Linked DNA regions of Mus musculus: region 2 is linked to region 1. The links are chromatin contacts, called in public promoter capture Hi-C maps. All regions are on one chromosome and are shown on one strand. The core of a region is the stretch at or near the end of the contact, and the rest is flanking DNA. Distances in the headings are between cores, read along the strand shown. Region 1 holds the start of Dnah11 (dynein, axonemal, heavy chain 11). Region 2 holds the start of Tmem196 (transmembrane protein 196).

Region 1 (6,661 bases), core at 1,347-3,846:
GAAATTCCTGGCTTCTCACTCTCTTCTGTTTAAGTAGACAGAGTGGCTCAACCAGTACCAGGTGTCTGGAGGTCAAGAAAGCACTCAGATATTAGAGACAGACCAATACCTCATCTAGGAATGCAGTTACATGTGTAAGCAATGACCTGGGTATTTCTCCAAATAAAATGGTTTGGGAGAAATCACTTTCTCCCATGTTTTCAGTCATCTTCTTGGCAAAATAAACCAGCTTGTGTTTCACATCTCTTGGAATCTGGAACAAAAGCAAGATAATTAGTTCGAGTTCACTACAGAATCTCTTTGTTAACAAGCAGGGTTTGCTGTATCCCACTTGCAGACAGATTGCCAACAGAAGAAGTAAAACCATGGCATCTTGCCCATGTTTACAAACAAGGTTGCTCTGTTGCTCTTCTGTGTCCTGAAAAAGGTAGGGTTCTCTTTTTCCCTTTTTTTTTTTTAAACAATACCACCCTCAAAGACATGTCCATTACTCCTCAACAGCATATACCGTAAGAAGCTCATATACAAAACCAAACATAAGAACATTTTAATCCTAGTAAGGTTTTTTCCCCCCTTTTGCTAATTTTTCTCTTGTTTGAAAATAAGCCAAACTGAGATAAAAAGGGGTTAATTTGCATTCCTGCTGTCAAGGCAAAGAAGTGTTTAGCCAAGATAATTTAACATTCCTATAACTGTTAAGGGTTTTTTGGTTTTGTTTGGTTTGGTAAATACTACACTATTTAGTTTCTATGCTCTGAGAGTTTAAGGTGTCTTGACTTGTCTGACATACTAACTTATTTTTTAAAGTTATAATTAGGAGAATATCAAAACAAAGATATTCAAAACTCACACAGCTGTAATGCAACCATTCTGAGGGCTTGCCTCACACCTATCCTAAATGACGACATCTGGTCATTTACAACATGAACCCCAGGCCCAACAGATAACCTACTGGGCAAGGGCTCCAAAATCAGAAAAGAAGGAAGGAAAAGAAAGCAAAAAAAGGCAATGCCTATTAAGCTTGAAGCCTGTGCAAATTACAAGCTACACACACACACACACACCATGGAACTACCATCAGTTTTAAAGAAAAACACATCAGAGAATAAGACAATTGGACATAAGTTTTCAGAGTGCTATTGATATGTAACTTTCCAGGGCACACCTCTGCTATAAACAAGTAGACAGGTTACTTTACTTGGAATTTACGTTGGGGGTGGGGGGTGGGGGCAGACGTTTCCTTTTCAAGCACCCACATGGTGGTAATTCACAATAATTTGTAACCCCAGTTCCAAGGAATCCCAACACATCTCTTCTGACCTCCATGGGCACCAGATACCCACAAGGTGCACAGACATACATGCGGGCAAACATACATACACATAAAAAATGAATATATGTTCTAAAAAGAATTTACAATTTAATTGCTAAGATAATGCTCCTTGAAATCACTATCTAATCTATGCAACAAATATGTTTATTCTGTGTTTTAAATGACACCAGCCAGTCTAATGGTTGTTATTGTTGGTTTTGTTGTTTATATTTTGTTTGTTTGTGGTTTTGACAGGGTCTCATGGTGTAGTCCTGGAACTTGCTGTGTAGACCAGGCTGGCCAGGAACTCACAGAGATCCTCCTGCCTCCTCTGCCTCCCAAGTGCCAGGGGTAATATAGTAAGTGCCACAATAATCCAGCCAGTCCCCCGCCCCGCTTTTTGTTAGAACTCGATTATTTCTTTCCTGGACAAAATGTAGTTGGTAGATACTGAAACAACTCAAGCTATAAGGGTTTTGCCTAATACTTTGCTATCGTTTTTTAAAAGGATATGACTCTAGAGTTCCACCGGGGACTGAAACATAAGTTATTTGGCCCAAAAAGCTCCCCAGGCGCCATAAGCCCAGGCATCACAGACTGCGCTAGTTTTCTAACATCATTTTAGACAACCATCCCTTCTGGCAGGCATCCCTTGTAGAAAACTAAAGTACAGCGTTTTCTGCAGAGCTGGTGCACACGGGGACCCGGATCAGTCCAAGAGGCTGACTTCAAGTTCTGTTTAAGTCCGGCAGCGGGCATCCCTCTCGGGTCGCGCCTTACCTCGGGGGAAGCCGAGAGCCGCCCGGCGGTCGCAACACTAAACACCAGGCTGGCAGGACCAGTGCTCTCCAAAAAGTCTCCTAGGACCTGCCGGTGGTCATCGCTCTCCAGATACTGGCCCCACGTCTCCTCCGGGAACCTCAACGCCTGGCGCAGACGGCCTCCCAGGAAGCGCACCCGCGGGTCTAGGGCAAAGCGTTGCACTCTCCTTGCAGCCGCCGCCTCCTCGTCCTCCTCGTCCTCCTGCTCTGAGGGGCTGAGCCTCAGCACAGTCCCTTCCTCCTGTGCTGCCATCTCGTACCTAGAGAGGATTCTTGGAGTCGTGCGCCAAGGAGGCTATCACCGAGCCAGCGCCAGCCGCTCTGCCTGCAGAGCTAGGTGCACTGGAAGCGAGGTGGCTCGGACTGCAGCGCGTCCCGTTGCCAGGGAGATGGCTGCCCCGCCCCGTCCCGGGAGTGAGGGAGGAGCGAGAGTCTTGGGTCGCCCGGTAGCTCTCAGGCAGAGACCGGGAAATCAACTGGATTTCTCTGCTTTCCTCCCCTGGGCATCTTGGGGATCCCAGAAATGTTCCAGGACTAGTTAGCGGCTCTGGATTCAGCAGTACTGTCTTGAGCAGATAGTCCTGCTAAATTTGCCGCCATGGTAAATTTATCTAATCCCTAGAAAGCTGGGGCTAAATGCTCAATGTTTAACTGTGGATGAAGTATGGTCCAAAGTAGTTAGGTAGCAAGAAATGCTGCCACACACATCGTACACAGAGAATTGCTTATTCAATAAGTTTAGAGAAAGAATAAGTTACGTTACATTGTAAGTCAATAAACTACTTTCAATTTGGGGAAGGAACATTTTGAGCAAAAATACTAATATTAAAGTAAGATTTTTTCAAGGACTTAAATGTAACAAAATAGTAAAAGAATATGTAGCAAAGAATGTAGCTTCCTAGCTGCCATCAGAACAGTGACGTTGCACTGGACAGAGCCTGCCACATTCACCAAGGCCAGTGCAATTTTAACTTGTCATTGGGTTTTCTCCAGCAGAATAGTTTCTTTTTTCAGAAATAATTTACTCTATAAACCCAGTCTTTCATTGCAGTAGATATTAAGAAGTGCGTTTCCCTAGAAAATTTGTATCTCAGAGTAATAAATCCATCACTTAAGAAAGGCATGCTTTTTCTCAATATTTTTTCAAGTATGATTTAAAAGCACCAAGCAGGTACCATAATGAGTTCACTTGGCTTCTCACACACACAAAAAAAATCTTTATTAAACACCTACTGAGTGCCAATCACTGCTGATGCTGAACACACAGTATTGTAGGCACACTAAGCTTCTGTCCTCACATCACTTGTCTAAGTTAGCTCCACACTGACTGGACTGAGGCTATTCCACCTGGGTTTGCCTTCTATTTCTATCAGATGCTGTCAGAGCCATCTAGGATAGGCTAAAGGCATGCAGGTGACTTTTCTAGAGATGACCCACCATTTTTGCATGGTGGTGATGGGTAAACTGAATAGCAAGGCCTTCAGAAATTTCCTCTCAAGATTGCTTCTTGCAGCTGATATGCCTTTCCCAGTCACTATTACATAGTATAATAACTTCTGGACATTAGCCTACTGTATTGAGCAGATTTCCTGCAGATCGACATAAAGATAAACTTTCATGAATTAATGCTGCTTAGATGAGTTAATGATTTCATAGAATTCCTGATTTGATTCAAATAATTTTAGGAAGAAAGTTTTTTACATGGTTTTAGTTGTTTTGCCTAAAAGATGTAATAAAATTAGAATCAGGAATAGAATTTACCCCCTCCTCATAAAGTAAAGGCTACATAATAAAGAATACAATGAGCTTTCATAATTACACTAAAAAGAATTATAGACCTGGGACAAATTTGTGTTCAAAGAAAAACACTCAGGTCCAAGGATGAAGCCACAGGTGTGCACTATGATAAGACAAGGCCATTTAAAAACTGTTGCTTTGTTTAGCAAATTGTATCTTATATCTTGGGTATTCTAAGTTTCTGGGCTAATATACACTTATCAGTGAGTACATATTGTGTGAGTTCTTTTGTGATTGGGTTACCTCACTCAGGATGATGCCCTCCAGGTCCATCCATTTGCCTAGGAATTTCATAAATTCATTGTTTTTAATAGCTGAGTACTACTCCATTGTGTAGATGTACCACATTTTCTATATCCATTCCTCTGTTGAGGGGCATCTGGGTTCTTTCCAGCTTCTGGCTATTATAAATAAGGCTGCTATGAACATAGTGGAGCATGTGTCCTTCTTAACAGTTGGAACATCTTCTGGATATATGCCCAGGAGAGGCATTGCGGGATCCTCCGGTAGTACTATGTCCAATTTTCTGAGGAACCGCCAGACTGATTTCCAGAGTGGTTGTACCAGCTTGCAATCCCACCAACAATGGAGGAGTGTTCCTCTTTCTTCACATCCTTGCCAGCATCTGCTGTCACCTGAATTTTTGATCCTAGCCATTCTGACTGGTGTGAGGTGGAATCTCAGGGTTGTTTTGATTTGCATTTCCCTGATGATTAAAGATGTTGAACATTTTTTTTCAAGTGCTTCTCAGCCCTTCGGTATTCCTCAGTTGAGAATTCTTTGTTTAGCTCTGTACCCCATTTTTAATGAGGTTATTTGAATTTCTGGAGTTCAGCATCTTGAGCAATCCCACCAACAATGGAGGAATACAATTTGCTAAACACATGAAACTCAAAAAGAACGAAGACCAAAGTGTGGACACTTTGCCCCTTCTTAGAATTGGGAACAAAACACCCATGGAAGGAGTTACAGAGACACAGTTTGGAACTGAGACGAAAGGATGGACCATCTAGAGACTGCCATATCCGGGGATCCATCCCATAATCAGCCTCCAAACGCTGACACCATTGCATACACTAGCAAGATTTTGCTGAAAGGACCCAGATATAGCTGTCTCTTGTGAGACTATACTGGGGCCTAGCAAACACAGAAGTGGATGCTCACAGTCAGCTATTGGATGGATCACAGGGCCCCCAATGGAGGAGCTAGAGAAAGTAACCAAGGAGCTAAAGGGATCTGCAACCCTATAGGTGGAACAACAATATGAACTACCCAGTACCCCCCAGAGCTCGTGTCTCTAGCTGCATATGTATCAGAAGATGGCCTAGTAGGCCATCAGTGGAGAGAGAGGCCCATTGGTCGTGCAAACTTTATCTGCTTCAGTACAGGGGAGCGCCAGGCCAAGAAGTGGGAGTGGGTGGGTGGGGGAGTGGGTGGGAGACTTTTGGGACAGCATTGGAAATGTAAATGAAATAAATACCTAATTAAAAAAAAAACTGTTGCTTTGAATTTATGAGCGTATGGAATGAAACACTGCTTTGAACTTGCTATGGATACCTCTCTGTAACTCCCCTTTTGTGTAACATTCTATCTCTGAGGTAATTCTTTCTTACATAGAGAACTTTTTGTCTGAAAAGCTATAAAAATTGCTGCTAGCCACGAAGAAAGGAAGTGTAACCATTTCTGCTATATGTAGAAGGTGCAAGTGTCTATGTGTGTGCTTGAGTTCTCCCCTTTTTTCCTTTCCTTTTCTCTCTGGTTCACAAAAAAATTAGTAAGTTCCAAGCCTCTCACCTGGCCAGCAAGAGGCTCCTGGGCAAGAAAGGAACTCTAACAATCTTTTACTTAATTCCCTGCTGCTACACAACAGGAGTCAATTACCTGAAACCTTCGGATAACAAAGAGTTTTGTTTGTTTGCTTGTTTGCTTTACATTTTATTCTGAATTTTTTCTTTTTTCTTTTTTTATTGGATATTTTATTTATTTACATTTCAAGTGTTATCCCCTTTCCTGCTCCCCCCCCAGAATCCCCCTATTCCATTCCCCCTCCTCCTGCTTCTATGAGGGTGTACCCCACCCTCTTACCCACACCTGCCTCCCTGCCCTCTAATTCCCCTACACTGGGGCATCAAGTCTTCACAGGACCAAAGGGCCTCTTCTCCCATTGATGCCCCACAAGCTGGAACCTTGGGTCCCTCCTTGGTTGGTGGTTTAGACCCTGGGAACTCTTCTTGGTTGATAATGTTGTTCTTCCTATGGGGTTGCAAACCCCTTTAGCTCCTTCAGTCCTTTCTCTAACTCCTCCATTGGGGACCCTGTGATCAGTTCAATGGTTGGCTGCAAGCATCCACCTCTGTATATGTCAGGCACTGGCAGAGCCTCTCAGGAGACAGCTATATCAGGCTCCTGTCAGCATGCACTTCTGAGCAAAGAGTTTTAAATATTACCAAAAGCAAGCCACCTTTGCCCTAGCAATCACAACTTCTGCCACCACAACCTCCAACACCCCCACTGCCGCCTTCCCTGGGAAACCCCATAAAGCCCGGAAGGTCACCCACAAGGTGCTAATGTGTGATCCGAGCAAGCCATTTACCCTCTGCGTGCCTCAGTCTTCACCTGAAATAGGAAATCATCAACTTTTCAGCAAACACTTCCTCACTGACCTTCCCTTGAGAAGGGTTCACTTTAAGATTCATGGAGTTGCTTCAGTAACTGGATGTGAGCAGATGTA
Region 2 (6,661 bases), core at 1,440-3,939, 1.7 Mb after region 1:
GAAGAAATGTTAAAAGTATTTGGCCCAAGGAGCTGAAGGAACCTGCAATCCTATAGGTGGAACAACAATATGAACTAACCAATACCCCCCTCCCGGAGCTCGTGTCTCTAGCTGCATATGAATCAGAAAATGACCTAGTCGGCCATCAGTGGAACGAGAGGCCCGTTGGTCATGCAAACTTTATATGCCTCAGTACAGGGGAACGCCAGGGCCAAGAAGTGGGAGTTGGTGGGTAGGGGAGTGGGTGGGGAAGCGTGTGGGGGACTTTTAGGATAGCATTGGAAATGTAAATGAAATAAATACCCAATTAAAAAATAAAAAGTGAAAAAAAAGAAAATAACTATGTCTTAATCAGCAAAAAAAAAAAAAGTATTTGGAATCACTTTAGGAAACTCTTTACATTGTTTGAAAATGTAAAATATACTTTGTGTCAAAGAAAAGGTATTGTAAATGTCTTGCAGTTCTAATGTTGGTAGTCGGAATGGGACAATTAATTTCTTCTGTAGATAATAATTTTTTAATATATCACTCCTAAAATATTTGTTTGCTCTTAACTCAACTGTAGCTACTCATAGATTTAATCTGTTCTGGTTTAATTGTGATTTTCAGAAGTTTTGTGTTTTATACAAGTGATCCAGAATCAATCAAGGGTGGTTATATTTGGGTATATGACTAGAGTTTTAGATACTGAAGTAACTGGCTTCAAATGATCATGTCTGTCAGTAATGAACAATCAAACTCAAGAGGTGACATGTTTCTTTGTTCCTTTAAAACTCCTATATGGTTAACATCAAATGAGTGTTCACTATAATTCTCTCCCAGGGTAATTCTTTTCCACAGAAAACTACACTAATACCTTTTGATGATCATAACTTGTTTTCTTCCTCCAAAAGAATAAAAAATAGAAAGACAAAACAAAGTAGCTAAATTCAAACCAGAAGTGAAGTAGCATAGATGTCTCATTTCTGTTTACGTTTGACTTATACAATATTTAAATATCATAAGTATTGCTTTTTTAAATCCACAAACTGCTTGAGAAATTCTGGAAACTGGTTATCTGGAGGGAAATGTTTTGAGAAGTGGAAAGGAACATCACTAATTATCAGTCAACATCACTTATATAAGTTGTGCTCTGAATATCACAATAGCTGAAAATTCCTTAACATTTAATAACTCGCAATCCTTCTTTGATTTTCTTTTTCTCAAGTTCTAAAACTTGTAAAATAAGCATATCATAAAAAAAGAAATGAGAGTGTAGAAGTTAAGCTATGAAGCATGTTCTGAATCAAATATATAAAGGTAAAACTGACACTCCTGGGGCAGAATTAGGGCTTCTGTTTCCTCACATTGGTTCTTGAAAATAAAAAATGCGTCATGTAATCCCAAAGGAGCTTACTGTGTATTTGTCTGCATGTGGGCAGAGGCAAAGATGCCCTCATATTGTGGTCCCCTTTGTCTATATTTCCCTTCAACGCATCTCTAACTGAAGAATAAGTTCTTGAGAAAGATGGTTGATGAATCCATAACTCAGAACTCATCCAGAAAATTTTCAGTAGAACACCTTGAGATGTTTCCTGGGGGGGGGGGGGGGATCAGTAAAATATAAGCAATTCCACTATATCTAGGCTCCCAAAATTCACCAGAAAGAGCAACAAAATCACACAGCCCACGCTTGAGTCCCTGCCATAATGATTCAGAATTGAAGATGGTCAAAATCAGTTTTGTACTAGGTCAGACTTTTTCTCTGTTTATAAGTAATGCTTGTTCTGGTGTAGTACTTAAGTGTATGTATCTCAACTGAAATGAGATAACAACACAGGGTCTCTGTAAGCTGCTTCTGACTATGCCTCTCAGGTATGTAGCTATCAAGGAAAATATGCCTCCAGCAGACAGCTTCTTCCCTCTAGGATAAGAAGGTACAAAGTAGTGATAGCAGAATGGACCCTCTCTCTTAAAGAGCAGGCTCCAGTCTGGGCTCACTGATATAAATGAGTCCTCCAATGAGGGTCCGCTCAAATCTTTGTATAATCAGGGGTCTGGCTTCTTTCTATTTCCGTGCACTTGGTTTTCCTTTGCTCCTGAACCAGAGAAAAGTACATGTAGAGGAAAGTTTTGCATAGAATGAGCCTATATTGATATAAGGACCAGGCATAGCCACCCCTCCTGTCTGAGGCAGAAACCCAAGAGGAATTGAGTAGAGGAGTAACGAGTTTAGGATACTTAGGTTGGGTGCAGGGGCGGGGCGAATCAGAGGTCAGCCAAGAGTATTGGTCCTAGACCCACAAATACATCAGGATTCTCCCTCCTCCGTTAGCCTCCTAAACCCCAATGAGGTCATAGCAATGAGAGAGAATCAGATTCAAGAGAGGGGGGAGGAAGAGGACAACAACGGGGGAAAAAAATCCAGACGGAAAGAGGCCATCAGACAAGGTCGCTTTTTCTGGCGACACAGCAAGTGCTAGGAACGTGGTGCTGAATACCATCCACCCGCTCTGCCTAGAGACCTAGAGACTCACAGAAGCACTTTGCGCAGACAGGAAAACAAAGGAGGGAAGGCGAGAGGACAGGCGGAGAGGAGTTGTAAGCAGCTCCCCTTTATTACTAGGAAATCAAGCTTGGTTCCTCCGCCAGGAAGAAGGGAGCCAGAGAGGTGCGGAAGGCTCCTGGGGGCGCAGAGCAGAGACACGGCAGAACTCTGGACTGCGCCTCCGACACTGGCAAGGCTTCCGATCCAGAGTCCGTTCTCCAGAGCCTGGCTCCTCAATAAAAGCTTCTGGACTCCCACCCATCGCTCAACAGTCCCTGTGTGAACCCGCCACGGGCTGGATTAGCTGTCTTCTCTGGCCAGGCCCACGGAAATGGTTCTCTGGTTCTGAAAATCCAGACCTTGTGGATAATGTTTTGCTGGTGAAGAAAGAAAAGTTTGAGGAGCTGGACTGTGGTAGGGGGCGGAAGGGGCTGAGGAGGACTTTGGAAGAAAGAAGGTAGATGATCAGCTTTCATCTCTGAGCTGGAAGGAATGATGACCCAAGGAGAATGTGCACCAGCGGCCAGATCATTGGGAGCCTTTTGGTGCTCTCTGTGCTGGAGATAGGGCTGGGGGTGTCCAGCGTGGCCGTGGGGGCGGTCAGCTTCAGCCTGGCTCTCCGAGAGCACACGCCGCAGCTCGGAGACTCGTCCCCGGTATGGAGCGGGGTGTGTGTACGTTGAGCCATTTCACTCTCTCTTTACCTCTTTTCGGGGATGGTCAGTGTGTGCGTGCCTTAGTCACTGTCTCCTGGGAAAACAATATTATAATACTCCTCTGCCTGTAGGTTCCAATTGACAAGCTCTGCTGGTTTATATTGTCTTTTTGTGTATTAGGGAAGCTTTTTTCCTCTTCACTGGATTTAAAACTAAAATGAATGGCTTTATTTAAACTTGAGGGGAGGAGGGTCAGTTTGAGGATTCTGCAAGACTGACCAGTGTTAGTCTTTACAGGGTTACACCTGACAAGGGCAAACTCACTTGTTTATGTCTTTTACTGAAAATGTTACATCATTTTATTGTACAAAGAGCAAGCAAGGGGTAGTTATCTGTTTATATGTGGGCAGTATGCTCAAGGTGCACCGATGCAACAGTGATATGACCAAAATGGAAAGTGAGCTGAGCCTCTGAAAGGTCTGAGGAAAGATGAGCATTGTCTCAGAAAGCACTGCTTTCAATTTGCCTTGCTACCTTTCTCATACTCACTTCTGAATATTCTGTTGTAAGTTCAAGGCCACCAGTTAAACAAACAGCAGTAAGAAATGTAATGCCATCCTAATGGTAGAGTAACTCACTTTAAAGTGTGCTTATCTACTCAGAAAACAATATTGGGTTTTTTTTGGGGGGGGGGTTGTTTTGTTTTGTTTTGTTTCAGGTCAGGGGCAGACCTAACAAACATTTTGTTTGCTCATGTAGGAAGAATTGCAAGGAAGCCACCAAAATCAATAAAATAACTACCTGATAATGAAAAGGCGCTCTCTCTCTCTCTCTCTCTCTCTCTCTCTCTCTCTCGTGTGTGTGTGTGTGTGTGTGTGTGTGTGTGTGTGTGTGTGTGTGTGTAGTGTGTGTGTGTGTGTGTGTGTGTGTGTGTGTGTGTGTGTTGATCCTCCTTCCTTTTCCCCTCTCTCTCCTAGCTCCTCATAGCTGCCATGCCAACCTGAGTCTCTAACTTGATTGTATTTCCTGCATAATTTATTAAGGAGCTATTCTGCTGTTGACAATCCATACTCCATTTAACAATCACGATTTCATCACTAAATTACTAAGAGAAAGATCATTTATGAATTTAAGAAAATCCATTCCAAAGTCATTCATAAAAGGTGTTCCAGCCCTCTGAGTACTGTGAAATTGTACCTTGAATAATTGGCTTTTATACTTTTTTTCAGGTATGATACATGTTTATAGATTAAACAACTTAAAAGACAAAAAGGAAAAGAACAATTCTAGCATTAAATTACCCCTAGAATCTTTTTTTTGAATTCTATAAGTTTATATCAACCCACATTAACTATCTTGTTCTTTAATATGGAAATGTTGCCAATGTAAGTATAACTTTGAGTTTGAAAGAATAAGGGGTCCATCTTAAATTCCACATCTATTACGTGGTTATAAGTATTTTGAGAATTGTGGTTATTATTATTAATAAAATTTCTAATGCCCAACTATCAAAATAAAATACAATGCAAGCATATTTTTAAAAAGAGGTGAAATATGTTCTGATGGCTCAAAAAAAATGCCTCATGTCTCCCATTCATTAAACACAAGAAATTGAGTGAATTAAAGTAAACTGCCTCTAAATAATATATTAAAACCATTTTATCTTAAGATATTTTAAATAACTATGTTATTAAACATAATGAATATTTTCCTTCCAAACGGGATATTATATAAATGAGCTAATGCACAAATGCAAAAACTTTTGGATCATCTCAAAGAAAGATCAGCCATATTGATCTAGTCATTACTATAAATAATGTTTTCTACTTTAATTAGCTTTTTATAGTAAGCACAATTCACCAAGATTCTTGGAAGAATAGTTTTGAATACTGTAATATGGTTTTGTAAAAAGAAAAATAAAAATTCATTCACTCAACTGAATGAATTATTTTGACACTGAAATGTTCAAATAATTACTCACTTTTTAAATTCCATGTCATAAGAAAAAAATACATTTGTAAAGAAATAAATCCCCAGTTGGAATAATCATGATTTTCAAAATGTAAAGTGGCTAAGCATATTATTGAAATGGTTTCAAATTCTTTTGTGATATATTTTTGGATGATCTTTTCATTTCTTCTCTGGTAAATCCATATAACTAATATTTATAGAGAGTTCAACATGTGAATTGCATTTTACTAGTGACTACAGAAACTACAAAATATGAGTCAAAATACTGTCTTCAGAGAGGTATTACCCACCCCAAAGAATACTAGAATTTAGAATTGATGGAGGTAAGAGTATGACCTCAGAGAGGTTAGGAGTAAATAGGGAAGAGAAAAGTTGAAATGGGCAATACTGATGACCTTGAAGGTTTCCTGGAGTTAAAATCAATATATCACAGTGTTATTATCTCATGAGGTAAGGTCTCAAGACAAATTAACTGAATGTAAATCTCAGATCTACCATTACTAGTTGGGGGACTAACAATCCCCCCATGTAAAAAAGAGGATTGAGACATTTATCAATTAATGAAAAATGAACAATCTCTTAGAAAAGTGCATTGTGTATCATAAGCATGAAGTAAATGTGAGCAGCTAGTCCTGACCCAAGATTGCAGAGATGAGTATGAGAAGTAAGAACTCTGGATTACTGTGGGTGAAGGCAATGGACTAGGATGGAATGAAATATAAAAATTTCTCTGTTTTTGTTAGGTTTAAGTGTATGAACAGAAAGACAGAAAGAGTGATGGTGGCAAGACTATGACATGCTGTGTGTCAAGCTTAAGCAATAGATTTTTGTCATGTTTCCAAAAATCATCTTAATTCTTACATCCCAAAGAGACTCCAAGAAGATAAACAGAGAAGCTCAGTAGAAAAATCTTTAATTTCTCTGGCAATTTATCAATTAATGTCTGTATTTTATGAATACAAATGAGGCATACAAAAATTAACCTGTCAGACTGTACAGAGTCTAAATAGGACTGTGTTTTGATTAGTATATGGTTCTTTACTTCAAAACATTAATATCATTATGACAGCTTTCTGAATTAAGTTTACAGTCAGTAGAAATAAAGGTTGCACTGTAGAGGATTATTTTTTATTGAGAGGGACTAAGATCATAAGTGTTTTATCTAGGACATGTACATGGAAATTTTAGGAAGTTATATAGTTATTTGGCCTCAAGCTTGCTAATTTTTTGATGACTTAAAATGATATAATACTTGAGTAAAGAGCTTTGTGTATGTAACATACATGCTTACAGAAATGATTTTTAGGCACTATTTCAAAACTAGAAAAAGAATATTTTATAGTCAATCCTAAAAATAAGGACAATTAGGAGGAAAATATCTTTTAATTTCATTTCACAGGGAAAGGATATAGATTTCCACAGCTATTTTGTTCTTCGTTGGCACTTCATTATAGCTAAGAAATTTATTTTTTTATTTTTATTTTTTTTTGCTAAGAAATTTATAATT

Evidence for each region. Promoter capture Hi-C pulls out the DNA fragments that hold promoters and counts their contacts.
Region 2: a promoter capture Hi-C map of hippocampal neurons shows a contact between it and region 1, with 2.4 times the contacts expected there. The contact joins the promoter of Tmem196 here to the promoter of Dnah11 in region 1. A contact is called at or near these places in 3 of 39 promoter capture datasets (the 3T3-L1 cell line, hippocampal neurons and pre-B cells).

Annotation. Positions count from the first base shown.
Region 1 is chr12:118,196,447-118,203,107 of GRCm38.p6, forward strand. Dnah11 (dynein, axonemal, heavy chain 11) reads right to left here and starts at 2,597. Exons shown (of 82, transcript NM_010060.3): 1 at 2,093-2,597; 2 at 110-253. The coding sequence starts at 2,386.
Region 2 is chr12:119,943,438-119,950,098 of GRCm38.p6, forward strand. It overlaps Tmem196 (transmembrane protein 196), which reads left to right and starts at 2,690. Exons shown (of 5, transcript NM_001294154.2): 1 at 2,690-3,183. The coding sequence starts at 3,037.